2 separate regions of the Oncorhynchus mykiss genome follow, and region 1 is linked to region 2. The links are chromatin contacts, called in public Hi-C maps. All regions are on one chromosome and are shown on one strand. The core of a region is the stretch at or near the end of the contact, and the rest is flanking DNA. Distances in the headings are between cores, read along the strand shown.

The links. A called contact is a pair of places that touch in the nucleus more often than the background predicts.
Region 1: a contact with region 2 is called in a Hi-C map of liver, with 7 times the contacts expected there. The contact joins the promoter of LOC110503494 here to the promoter of LOC118944023 in region 2. A contact is called at or near these places in 2 of 3 Hi-C or Micro-C datasets (blood and liver).

Annotation. Positions count from the first base shown.
Region 1 is chr24:4,174,433-4,181,074 of USDA_OmykA_1.1, forward strand. It overlaps LOC110503494 (striatin-4), which reads left to right and starts at 1,797. Exons shown (of 19, transcript XM_036961064.1): 1 at 1,797-1,805; 2 at 2,435-2,932. The coding sequence starts at 1,797. It also overlaps the pseudogene LOC110503493.
Region 2 is chr24:4,033,085-4,039,067 of USDA_OmykA_1.1, forward strand. It overlaps LOC118944023 (transmembrane protein 160-like), which reads right to left and starts at 3,969. Exons shown (of 4, transcript XM_036961397.1): 1 at 3,659-3,969; 2 at 3,525-3,549; 3 at 1,632-1,724; 4 at 1-1,464. The coding sequence starts at 3,877. The coding sequence ends at 1,166.

The DNA.
Region 1 (6,642 bases), core at 547-3,046, 140 kb after region 2:
TGACGCCGTTCCGCGGGTAGAAGGGCCACAGGTCCACGTGGAGGTGGTTAGCCTCGCTGTATTGCACCCGATAGAAGTCCCCCTCCACTGCCCGCTCCCACACATAGCCGTTAGCATCCACCAGAGAACCAGAGTCCAGGTTCTTCAGGTAGTCACAGTTGGGCACGTCCTCCAGGTAGATGCCCAGGTCCACATCATAGTCCCAGGGGATGATGTCCTGGTGGCGGGCCGCCCCCAGCAGGGAGCCTCCTTCCAGCCAGTAGCGCACCCCGGAGCTCTCCAGGATGTTGATCACATACTTGGTGGTCTCGCGGAGGGCGCGCAGGCAGCAGGGAGGTGTCCAGCGCTCCAGGTACAGGTACTCAGGGGTGTCGTCCCGGACAGTACCGAAGCAACGCTTCGTCTCCTTCCCACAGCCGTGCCACTGCTCCTTCCCATCAGCCAGTAGCAGACGCTTCAGCCCAAAGTTCCTCATCAGCTGGCTAGTGGCCTCCTTCAGATGGCTGTCTGCCTTCCACTGGTTGTGGGCTGAGCTGAAGAGAGGCCGGTGGCTGGGGAGAAGCAGGGGCTCTCCAGGAGCTTGACCTTCCAGCCATGCAGGGAGGTCTGGATGAAGAGTGAGGGCAGCAGGGGCCTCCCCAGTGGGACAGACAGGTTGAAGAGGTCCTCAGAGCGGATGAGGACCACCACGTCCCCCTGAAGGGCTGTACACACGCTACCACTGGTCCCAGACGCCGCTGTGGAATAGGTGGCCGTCCACTCTCTAAGGCTGACCCGCAGGTGCAGGCACTGAACGGTCGAGCGTGCCAACACTGGGGAAGCCACCAGCCCCACCCTCCCCCTCCAGCTCCCGGATCAGCCTCTCCACAGCCCGGCCCTGCTCCAGCTCCACCCCGTCAGGCACCAGCAGCACAAACTCTGTCTGAATGTGAAACTCTGGCCGGTGGGCCTGCGGAGGCTGCTCGGGGCTGGGGGAGAGCACCAGGAGACGGGCCCCCTCGGGGAGAGACAGAGGGGGGTAGGGCGGGGTGTCAGACACAGCCAGGAAGGGCAGCTCAGGTCTCTGGTGCAGGAAGGAGCGTGCCACATCACCGACGTAGGTCTCAAAATTCTCAAACTCCCGTAGGAGGACAGTCACACGAGGGCCGTGGCTGTTCCCCTCTCCCCCGACACCTCCAGCGCCAACCATCCCTGCGCCAATCCCTACCAGGCCCCCCATGCCGCCCTCCAGCCCGGAAGCAGGTAAGGCAGCCTTCCTGGAGCCCCTTCCTGGGTCCCGGCGTTTCTCCATCATCTGCTGCTGGGCTTGGAACACATAGTAAAGGATGAGCAGGTTCAGAGCGATGGCTCCAGTCAGAAGGCCCTGGCAGAAACTCACCCGCATGGCACCTCTTGCTGCACTCGTCTGGCTCAGGGAAAGGAGAAGGTATAGGATGGAGCTCTCTATTCAGAAAGCCTGTCCATAAACATCAGGACCCCATCGGTAAAGAGCTACAGCCTATGTGCATCGGAAGAGTAATGGCCAGCTGCTGGAATAGCTGAAATACACAGAAAACACAGGAATTTAAAATGAGTCCTTAAAAAAAGGATTCTAAAGCACTTCAGATGGCTGTGATAGGCTTTAGAGGCTGTAGTCTAGTTTATTACATTATATTCAAACGTCAAGGGACTAGGTGCAGTGTGTCTCACATACATGGACTGGATTGCCCTAGTTCTCTTCGGCCAATACTTTGACCTAGATTGTAACCGTAACTATAAATTACAGCCAAAATGAGCCACGGAGATGCTTCAAATTGATGCTCCGTGTAAGTATAGGCCTATGCTCCCTTCTAGAATTGCTACCGTAGGCTGTCAAGTATTGCTACAGCAATACTACCACATTTCCAGTACCTAGAACGGTGTCTGCATCATGCAATGTACTTTTTATGCTGTCAATTTAATGCTGACAGTAGACTACACCTATAATGCATGGCTTCTATGCAACCATGATCATTCTCCATCATTTCATAAAGACCACCCCACAAAATGACCCCTATAAACGCTTCATATGCAGGACTCGTTTGTCTTCCAATGTGAATCACGTTCTCCCCGTTATATTGCCTAACATTCTCCAACTCGTTAGAATGAAATAGCATACAAACCATAATGCGCGGAGCGTTACATCGAATTTGCTCGCTGTGTGGAAAGGTGGCTGAGCCAAGCACAAACACGGAGACACCACCGGTGCAATAGCGCTTACTGACAGTGTAAAATGTGAATGTTATACTGACAAATAAACTAAAGAAGTGTTCATACACTGGGAGTTCTAGATTATTATCAACACCGCGGTCTGTAACGTTATACCCTTGCTTTGCTGTTTTGGAAACGACCACAGGAAGCTTGCGTGAGATCACAATATGGCAGGAAGCGACGTCCTTGGTTACTGTAACGGGAGAGAGAGGGGAAAAAACGACCCCCCCCCCCCTGTAGTAGATTTGCTCTTAGCTCATTTTTTGGCACCGTTCCTCCACGGGAGTTCTTGCATTTACTCTTTACGCGAGAGAGGAAGAAAGAAGGTTCGAGCGTTAGAGCTGGGTTTGTGAGGGACGGGGTTGTTGTTATTGTTATCGCTACTTGTTTTCCCCACCTCCCTGTCCTGGCGAAAGCTCAAAGCGCTAAAATGGAGGCGGAAAGATCCGGCGGAGTAGCAGGGGGAACGAACCAGAACTCTGGAGGCAGCGGCGTGGGGCGCAACCCGAACGGGCCGAAATCAGTGCTCGGGCAGGCGACAACAGCAGCAGCGGCAGCGATGGCTGGATCGTCGCAGCCTCGAGAACCACAAGACGGCGACGCAGGCCTATCGCTTCCCGGGATCTTGCACTTTATCCAGTTCGAATGGGGACGCTTCCAGACCGAGAAATATCGTTGGGAAGCCGAGCGAGATGAACTCAGGGTAATTATAGTGTTATCATCAAGCAATAGCTGTGTAGACTATGTATTACTAGCTTGTTACGATTGAGAAAAAAGCTAGCCTAGCATTGCCAACATCCCACAGAAGTCACGATCGCTCCTCAATACTTTCCCCAATCGGACAGAATTACTGTCCACATAATCGCGAACCTATTCACCCCTATGCTCCTGGATAGCAGTTCTAAAGCTTTTTTGTGTGATCAAACCAAACCCAATATTTGGGGGTTCCAAAAAAATTTCACCGTTCTTGACTAGTCTAAAACACTGGGTTGTGGATTTATTTAATGTTCACCATCAATCACAGGACGCTCAATTATCCGTGTGTTTCACATTGAGGCGCAGTCACTGTCCGAGCCACACGCTGATCCCAACGCAGCCAGACATATAGTCCACATTGTCTAATTATAGCGGATCACACAGGTGGCGGTGTCAATAGGCTTTGTAGAGTTGCCCCAACGGTAATTAACGCCAGATGGTTGGACTCCGCTGTTCTTCAACCCCATCATGGTTTCTATTTTTCTCTCTGCGAGATTATGGTGGGTCACGTGACTCACTGTCAATTACAACAGGGATTCAGTGATGCGTCTGTAAATCCCGGAGCCACACACACACACACTAAAAAGACCGATGACGTAATGCGGTTCTTCCGCCGTTTACACACGTTCACATGTACACTCATGCCTGCCTGGGGAGTGCAAAGCGTGTTTTTTTTTATTGCTTTCCCCATCACGTGGCCTTCTCCTGTCAGCACGTTTAATTATAAGGATGCTGAATGAACATGAGCTGATGAAATACGAGTTTGCTTGATTATTTACAATAGCCTAAAGGTCTGTGTAGAAAAGCAATAGCATTCCACTGCTGTCAGTGTATTTCACTCTCCCGCTCCCTCTACCCTATAGGCTATAGCCTAGTTAGAAGTAGGAACTTTATATAATATGGATGAACCATAACAAACTGGCCGTGCTGATCTTATAGCAGTGTGGGGATTGAAGTCAGAAGTATGTCACCACCACCACTAGAGTCTTACTGGGAAGGATTACTGTGCATGAACGTGAGTGTGTGTGTGTGGTCTAGTTTTCACAGGCTCAATTAGCAGCAGAACTCGGGCCAGAAGAGAGAGAGAGAGAGAGAGAGAGAGAGAGAGAACACACAGTCATGCAGAGAGAGAGAGAGAGAGAGAGAGACAGACAGACAGACACAGACAGACAGACAGACAGACAGACAGACAGACAGACAGACAGACAAAGAGAAGTAAAGGGCGAAAGAACACATGGCCATGCACACAGAAAGAGACGATGAGCGAACAGAGAAATAGAAAGAGAGAAACCCACAAACAGACGAAGAGAGCAGAGAGAGAGAGCAGAGAGAGAGAGAGAGAGAGAGAGAGAGAGAGAGAGAGAGAGAGAGAGAGAGAGAGAGAGAGAGAGAGAGAGAGAGAGAGAGAGAGAGAGAGAGAGAGAGAGAGAGAGAGAGAGAGAGAGAGAGAGAGAGAGAGAGAGAGAGAGAGAGAGAGAGAGAGAGAGAGAGAGAGAGAGAGAGAGAGAGAGAGAGAGAGAGAGAGAGAGAGAGAGAGAGAGAGAGAGAGAGAGAGAGAGAGAGAGAGAGAGAGACAGACAGACAGACAGACAGACAGACAGACAGACAGACAGACAGACAGACAGACAGACAGACAGACAGACAGACAGACAGACAGACAGACAGACAGACAGACAGACAGACAGACAGACAGACAGACAGACAGACAGACAGACAGACAGACAGACAGACAGACAGACAGACAGACAGACAGACAGACAGACAGACAGACAGACAGACAGACAGACAGACAGACAGACAGACAGACAGACAGACAGACAGACAGACAGACAGACAGACAGACAGACAGACAGACAGACAGACAGACAGACAGACAGACAGACAGACAGACAGACAGACAGACAGACAGACAGACAGACAGACAGACAGACAGACAGACAGACAGACAGACAGACAGACAGACAGACAGACAGACAGACAGACAGACAGACAGACAGACAGACAGACAGACAGACAGACAGACAGACAGACAGACAGACAGACAGACAGACAGACAGACAGACAGACAGACAAAGAGAAGTAAAGGGCGAAAGAACACATGGCCATGCACACAGAAAGAGACGATGAGCGAACAGAGAAATAGAAAGAGAGAAACCCACAAACAGACGAAGAGACACGGACCGAGAGACAGGCCACGAGGCGAATAAAGAGAGAAAGTAGACAAACACCAAACAGCATGAGAGAGAGAGAGAGACAGAGAGAGAGACAGAGAGAGAGAGAGAGAGAGGCGTTTGGGTGCCCTGTTCAAACAGTAGCCCAGCAGTTTACATAAGAGGACACCAGTGGCTGCTAAAATAGAGATAGCCCTGTGGCGAACACACACACAGCCTCCATGAACATACACACAGAACACACAACACTATACAGAATAATAGCCTACAGTTTCCTCTGGGCTAGTGCTCTGTCTCAAACCAAAAGTTGATTGATGACTGCCTGGTGTGTGGAAACCATTGGCCTTCCCTGCCATGTGACTGTATGCGTATGTGACATTGACAGGGCGTGTATGGTGTGCCAGTGGTATCTTTTTTAGGGCTGAATCGTGTCGTTAAACGGGAACACCTGTGTGGCACTCTGTCTCCTGTGACAGCCAGCCAGGCTGTGGCGGGGCTGGGTCGAGCAGTTGGCTAGGCCAGGTGTGACCTAACGTAGCAGGCGTTTCTTTCTGGTCCTGACAAGATATATTTTTCTTCTGCACTGTTCAACCAATCCAGTTCAGTGTCGCCTTGTTGACGCCCAAACGCGTAGGTCACGTCACAGGCTCTCTCTCTCAATTTCTCTGACAACCAGATGCATCCGGTTGTCATTGACCCCCGCGAAGGGTGGGCCAGGTGTGACGTCCCCAGAGCAGAGCCACAGGGCCATGTGACCACAGCCAGCAGGCCATGCCAGGGGACAGACAGACAGGTGGCACAGCTCTGGGCCCTGTTATTCATCACTGATCTCGCATGACCGGGGATAGGTCAAAGCTATGTGGCGGCAGCCCTGGCTTAATCCTATCCGGTCAGGTAAGATCAGTGATTCCTTTAAGAAAGCGAGGACGAGGGATACAGCTATAAAACCCGCAGGCCTCTCACCTCTGTCAGGCTATATCTGTCCCGTAGAACTGTAGAGGGGGTCCAAATCAAACAAAGTCATTTCTCTACTGAATATCTGAATATACTCCTGCTGAGTCTGTAGAGAAAAGAGTCTCTACATCTCGTGTCCTACTTCATTCGGCTTAGTACAGTCGGTGCTGATCAAGGACCTACAGCACTCCTAGCTGGCTCATAAATGTCAGATTAGATTTCAACGTTGCGCCACAGTTGCTACTTGCCATAAATGGAAGGACAGAGCGCTTTGTAGCCGTTGACACTCAAGAACAGTGGCACTCCGACTAGTGGTGACCCAGATGACACCACTTCCTGCTGGGGCATGTTAAGTGGGGCCCGTAGTGCCCTTCTCTCAGCTCTAATGAAATGCCCAGTGCTCTCATGCATGACACGCGTATGTACAGTACTGTGCTTCGCTCACCCCTCGCACACTTCTGGGCTCTCTCACACTTCATTTGGCCTTTCTTTCTCACACTGACACACGCAAAGTCACACATGCAGACTTTTT
Region 2 (5,983 bases), core at 2,719-5,218:
TCGCAAGCTCATGTTCTGTAGCTCAGCGGCCAGGTCAGGATGGTGGCTACAGGCTAACAATACCTAAATGTACTCTTATCATCTCACACAAAACATACAGGTTATACAAAATGGTATAGTTTCTTAAGGTTGGTATTTTGATTCAGTTGTAGCTCCCAACTATCAGCCCTCGATTGACTAAAGGTATGAAATATCGTTACTTTGCAGTTCAACGACTCTGGAAATTGAATATTGAATTCAAGATTGCATTGAACATGTTTAATAAAGCAATTACAACTCATGACAAAAACAAAACTGGCAAAGTGCTATTTGCTATACGAATCACAAAACCCTTTGGAAAAATGTAAGCCGAAGCCTAAATAGTTTATTTTTTTATCTGTAAGAACAGAACAAACACATTAAAAAGAAAAACCCAGGCTTACACGCACACAGAGACCTATTTATACCCTATATCGTTCGATTCGCATAGGCCTAGTTCATCCACTCAACGCGTCGACATGGGCTACATCTCCTCATTCTACGTCACCAGCAAGGATTACTACAAAGAATCCAAGTAGTCCTTTTTATGGATATAGAATCAACTGATAGAAAAAATAAAAAAAATAGCATCAATCAAAACCATATTTAGGTGAACACAGCATGAGCTGGCTCAGAGTATGGCTTAGGAATTGTACAGGGCTCTTTGATTCTTAAAGTTAACATGATCAGGAGTAAATAAACTCAAATGAGGCACTCTCACAGTGTGTTTGTGTGTGTGTGTAAAATAAAACTAAATTGAAAAAAATCTAACATCTGATATTATATTTTTTTCCCCCATCTTTATTTGTCAAGGCAAGTCAGTTAAGAACAAATCCTTATTTTCAATGACGGCCTCGAAACACATGGGTGGGTTAAACTGCCTTGTTCAGGACAGCTCGGGGATTCGAACTTGCAACATTTCGGTTACAAGTGCAACGCTCTAACCACTAGGCTACCTGCCGCCCCATCTGATACCTATCACAGTCACCCACCCACACAAACTCCTCTCACAGAGGACATAACCAAATCATGCCTTTCACTGATCCCCTTTGTACCCACGTATCTTTGAGTGTCATACACTCTCTCTGTCTCACTCACACACAAAGAAACAAAACACACACTTTGTCACCTTTGCCAATCAAGCGCTCTACTTGTCTTGGCCTTTGCCGTTGCCGTGGTGCCTGTCGCCATGGGAGTGGTTGCAGCGGTCGCGACAGTCTGGGCACTCCCCTCCGTCATCGTCATCCTCGTGAATAATCTCCACCTCCAGGCGTCCAATGTAGAGCGATACCGCACACAGCCAGAAGAGGGCGATGCTGCTCACCACAGCAACATTCAGCAGCATGGCAGGCAGGGTGAGAAGCATGATCCTCCTCAGGGAAAACAGGCTGCCCACGTAGGACGCCCCGCCGAACGATACACACACACCACCCAGGATGAAGAAGACTGGGGGAGAGAGAGAGACAGAGGCGGAAAGATTGATTACCGATAGCAGTATATTTATAATGGGTGTGTGCGTGGGTGTGTTTCAGCAACGTTAAGGACTTTTCTGATAATTATGCTTCGCTGCGACAGAATAGAGCCTTGCCCCTGGCCCTTCCTAGCCTCCTTACCATAGCCTGCTTCTCGTCCTACGTCACTCTGGACGAAAGCGATGACCCCGATACCGGTGGCCAGGAGTCCGTTACGGAACCAAGACAGGAAACCTAGAACAGAACAACACAGAGATTACAGCCCAGTCTGAAAACAACCCCCTCATCCCTTCCTCTAACCCTATCAGTGTTTGCAGTCAGGAGCTTCTCCCATGTTGCGGAGGTTCATGGATTCAGATGTGTAAACATAGCCTAGAGACGCATGCAGAACTTCTTACACTTCAACAACTAATCTAACTGTGCCAACAGGAATTCTAACAAAAATGCATAGCATAGTAATTAAATAAATAGCCTGTCTTTAAACCTCTTCCTAATCTACAGTGCCTTCGGAAAGTATTCAGACCCCTTGACTTTTTCCACATTGTTACGTTACGGCCGTATTCTAAAATGTACAAAAATGTTTTTTTTCCCCCATCAATCTACACACTATACCCCATAATGACAAAGTGAAAACAGGTTTTAAGAAATGTTTGCACATTTATTACAAATAAAACAACAGAAATACCTTATTTACATAAGTATTCAGAACTTTTTCTATGAGACTCGAAATTGAGCTCAGGTGCATCCTGTTTCTATTGATCATCCTTGAGATGTTTCTACAACTTGATTGGAGTCCACCTGTGGTAAATTAAATAGATTGGACATGATTTGGAAAGGCACACACCTGTCTATATAAGGTCCCACAGTTGACAGTGCACGTCAGAGCAAAAACCAAGCCATGAGGTCGAAGGAATTGTCCGTAGAGCGCCGAGACAGGATTGTGTCGAGACACAGATCTGGGGAAGGGTACCAAAACATTTCTGCAGCATTGAAGGTCCCCAAGAACACAGTGGCCTCCATCATTCTTAAATGGAAGAAGTTTGGAACCCCCAAGTCTCTTCCTAGAGCTGGTCGCCCGGTCAAACTGACAAATCGGGAGAGAACGGCCTTGGCCAGGGAGGTGACCAAAAACCCGGATGGTCATTCTGTGGAGATGGGAGAACCTTCCAGAAGGACAACCATCTCTGCAGCTCTCCACCAATCAGGCCTTTATGGTAGAGTTGCCAGACGGAAGCCACTCCTCAGTAAAAGGTACATGACAGCCTGCATGGAGTTTGCTAAAAGGCACCTAAAGGACTCTCAGATCATGAGAAACAAGATTCTCTGGTCTGATGAAACCAATGCTGAACTCTTTGGCCTGAATGCCAAATGTCACGCCTGGAGGAAACCTGGCACCATCCCTACGGTGAAGCATGGTGGTGGCAGCATCATGCTGTGAAGATGTTTTTCAGTGGCAGGGACTGGGAGACTAGTCAGGATTGAGGGAAAGATGAACAGAGCAAAGTACAGAGAGATCCTTGATGAAAACCTGCTCCAGAGCGCTCAGGACCTCATACTGGGGCGAAGGTTCACCTTCCAACAGGACAACAACCGTAAGCACACAGCCAATACAACGTAGAAGTGGCTTCGTGACAAGTCTCTGAACGTCCTTGAGTGGCCCAGCCAGAGCCCAGACTTGAACTCGATTGAACATCTCTGGAGAGACCTGAAAATAGCTGTGAAGAGACATTCCTCATCCAACCTGTCAGAGCTTGAAGAATGAGAGAAGCTTTTAGTGTCATACTCCAGGCTGTAATCGCTGCCAAAGTAGTGCGTAAATGGTCAAAATACTTATATAAATGTAATCAGTTTATTTTAATTTTATAAATTTGCAAAAAAATCGAAACCTGTTTTTGCTTTGTCATTATGGGGTATGTGTAGATTTGAGAGGGGGGGTAATTTCATCCATTTTAGAATAAGGCTGTAATGTAACAAAATGGGGAAAAAGTCAAGGGGTCTGAATACATTCCGAATGCTCTGTAAATGTGCAGTTACCGGTTTCGTGGGACTTTCTCAGCATCTGCAGAGCAAACAATAAGACAAATCCCAGTGATTTAGAAAGGTGCTTGATGTCAGCACACACATATCATTTCTGTAATGCAGGAAGGAGTCTATTCATTGTAATTTACCAAGGCATCCGCCTTATCGAGTTCTGTCAGCTGATGATACTCGGGAACCCGAGCCTTGCCCCATGGCTCCTTCTCAACCACCCATTTCCGCGAAGACCCGTGGACTCTCCTCGCCGGCAGTCCTCCGAGGTACTGCGGCCGGACGTGTTTCACAACCCGGGCGAACTGAGATGCAATCCGCGGCAACTGTCCGCAAGTAAACCAACTCAAGGCAGCCATAGCTCGCTAAAAACACGACCTTAGCATGCCCTGTGCACTTTCACACTGCAAACGTCACACGGAAGGAGGTGGTGCTCCCGTGCACAATGTTGGGAAATGTATTATTTGTAGCGCCGTCCTGCGTTTGGTATGTAAAATAAACCGTGCCATATTCTTCCCTTATTACATGTGTATTTTATTTTTGTAAACGTTTAACGTAGTCTGTTTCTCTTTTACCACTGGTTTCCTCTCTCGGTACATCTGGTTAATCTCTTTATACTTTTCCTGCACTTTGTGTTTAGCTTATTCAGCCACCAGATGGCGCCGATAGACCTCAACATGGAGTCCATTATCACATAAGGCCAATGGAACAGTTTTAGTGTTTCAAATTGTTTGTGTGACAGGGAAGGAACCAACGACCCTGTAAGGATTACAAGGGAACATGTAAACGGTATGAAGCCACCTTTGCACCTGGTGACGCTTTCAACTTTTTCTACATGGTCCTGTGTAGAATGTGTGCCTGGCTTTAATTGCTGTGCCGGGCTTTATTGCTGTGCCTGTCTGTTATGCTCATGTGGCCAACCATGCAGTCTGATTGAGAATAAATGTTTGAGGTGTGATTCATTGTAGTGAGAACCAAATGCAACACAACACTTCTGTGTTATTTGTTTGACAACATTCCATGTGTTTTTGTAAAGTTATGCCTCCAGTGCCCTTTAAGTTTCCAGCTGGTTTGTGTTCGGACAGGCTTTATAAATGTGCCTGTGATGCTTGTCATTTGGTGCCAAGCAGACAGGGTGGCGTGAGTGGTGAAACAGAAGCCAGTGTCTGTTCTTTTGAGTTTACAGGTTGAATCTGTGCCTGAAAAAGTGAACTGCGAAGATGGCGCCGAAGAACATGGCCGACGTTTTAAATTCATTTTTTATTTATTGTGTACATGTGCTGTAATGTTGCTGCTACCGTCTCTTATGACCGAAAATAACTTCTGGACATCAGAAAAGTGACATTTTTTCCTTTTAATGAGTCCCGACAAGAAGGATATCCTGCTTTCACTGGAACAGGCCCAGATCCACGCCTTTGCGTGAAGATAAGATGGCGGAAAAGGGGATCCTTCTGAGAATCCGGAGGCCAGCGAGTAAACTCCCACTGCCTTCCATTCTCCTTGCTAACGTGCAATCGTTAGAAAATAAAATGGATGACCCACTATTAAGATTATCCTACCAACGGGACATTAAAAACTGTAACATCTTAAGTTTCACCAAGACGTGGCTGAACGAAGAAACGGACAATATAGAACTGGCGGGATCTTCCATGCACCGGCAGAACAGAGACGCTACCTCTGGTAAGACGAGGGGTGGAGGTGTGTGTCTTTTTGTCAATAACAGCTGGTGCGCGATGTTTAATATTAAAGAAGTCTCGAGGTATAGCTCACCTGAGGGAGAGTACCTTATGATAAGCTGTCGACCACACTATCTACCAAGAGAGTTCTCATCTATATTATTCATAGCCGTCTATTTACCACCACAAAGCAAAGCTGGCACGAAAACCGCTCTCAACCAACTCTATAAGGCCATAAAGAAGAAAATGCTCACCCAGAAGCGGTGCTCCTAGTGGCCAGGGACTTTAATGCAGGCAAACTTAATCAGTTTTACCAAATTTTTACCAGAATGTCACATGTGCAACCAGGGGGAAAATAATCCTAGACCACCTTTACTCCACACACAGAGAAGCATACAAAGCTCTCCCCAGCCCTCCATTTGGCAAATCTGACCACAAATCTATCCTCCTGATTCCTGCTAACAAACAAAAACTGAAGCAGGAAGTACCAGTCACTCGCTCAACACGGAAGTGGTCAGATGACGCGGATGCTACACTACAGGACTGTTTTGCTAACACAGATTGGAATATGTTCTGGGATTCATCCAATGGCATTGAGGAATACACCACCTCAGTCATCGGCTTCATCAATAAGTGCAACAGTGACGTCATCCCCACAGTGACTGTATGTACACATCCCAACCAGAAGCATTGGATTTCAGGCAACATCCGCATTGAGCTAAAGGCTAGAGCTACCGCTTTCAAGTAGTGGGAGACTAACCCGGACGCTTATAAGAAATCCCGCTATGC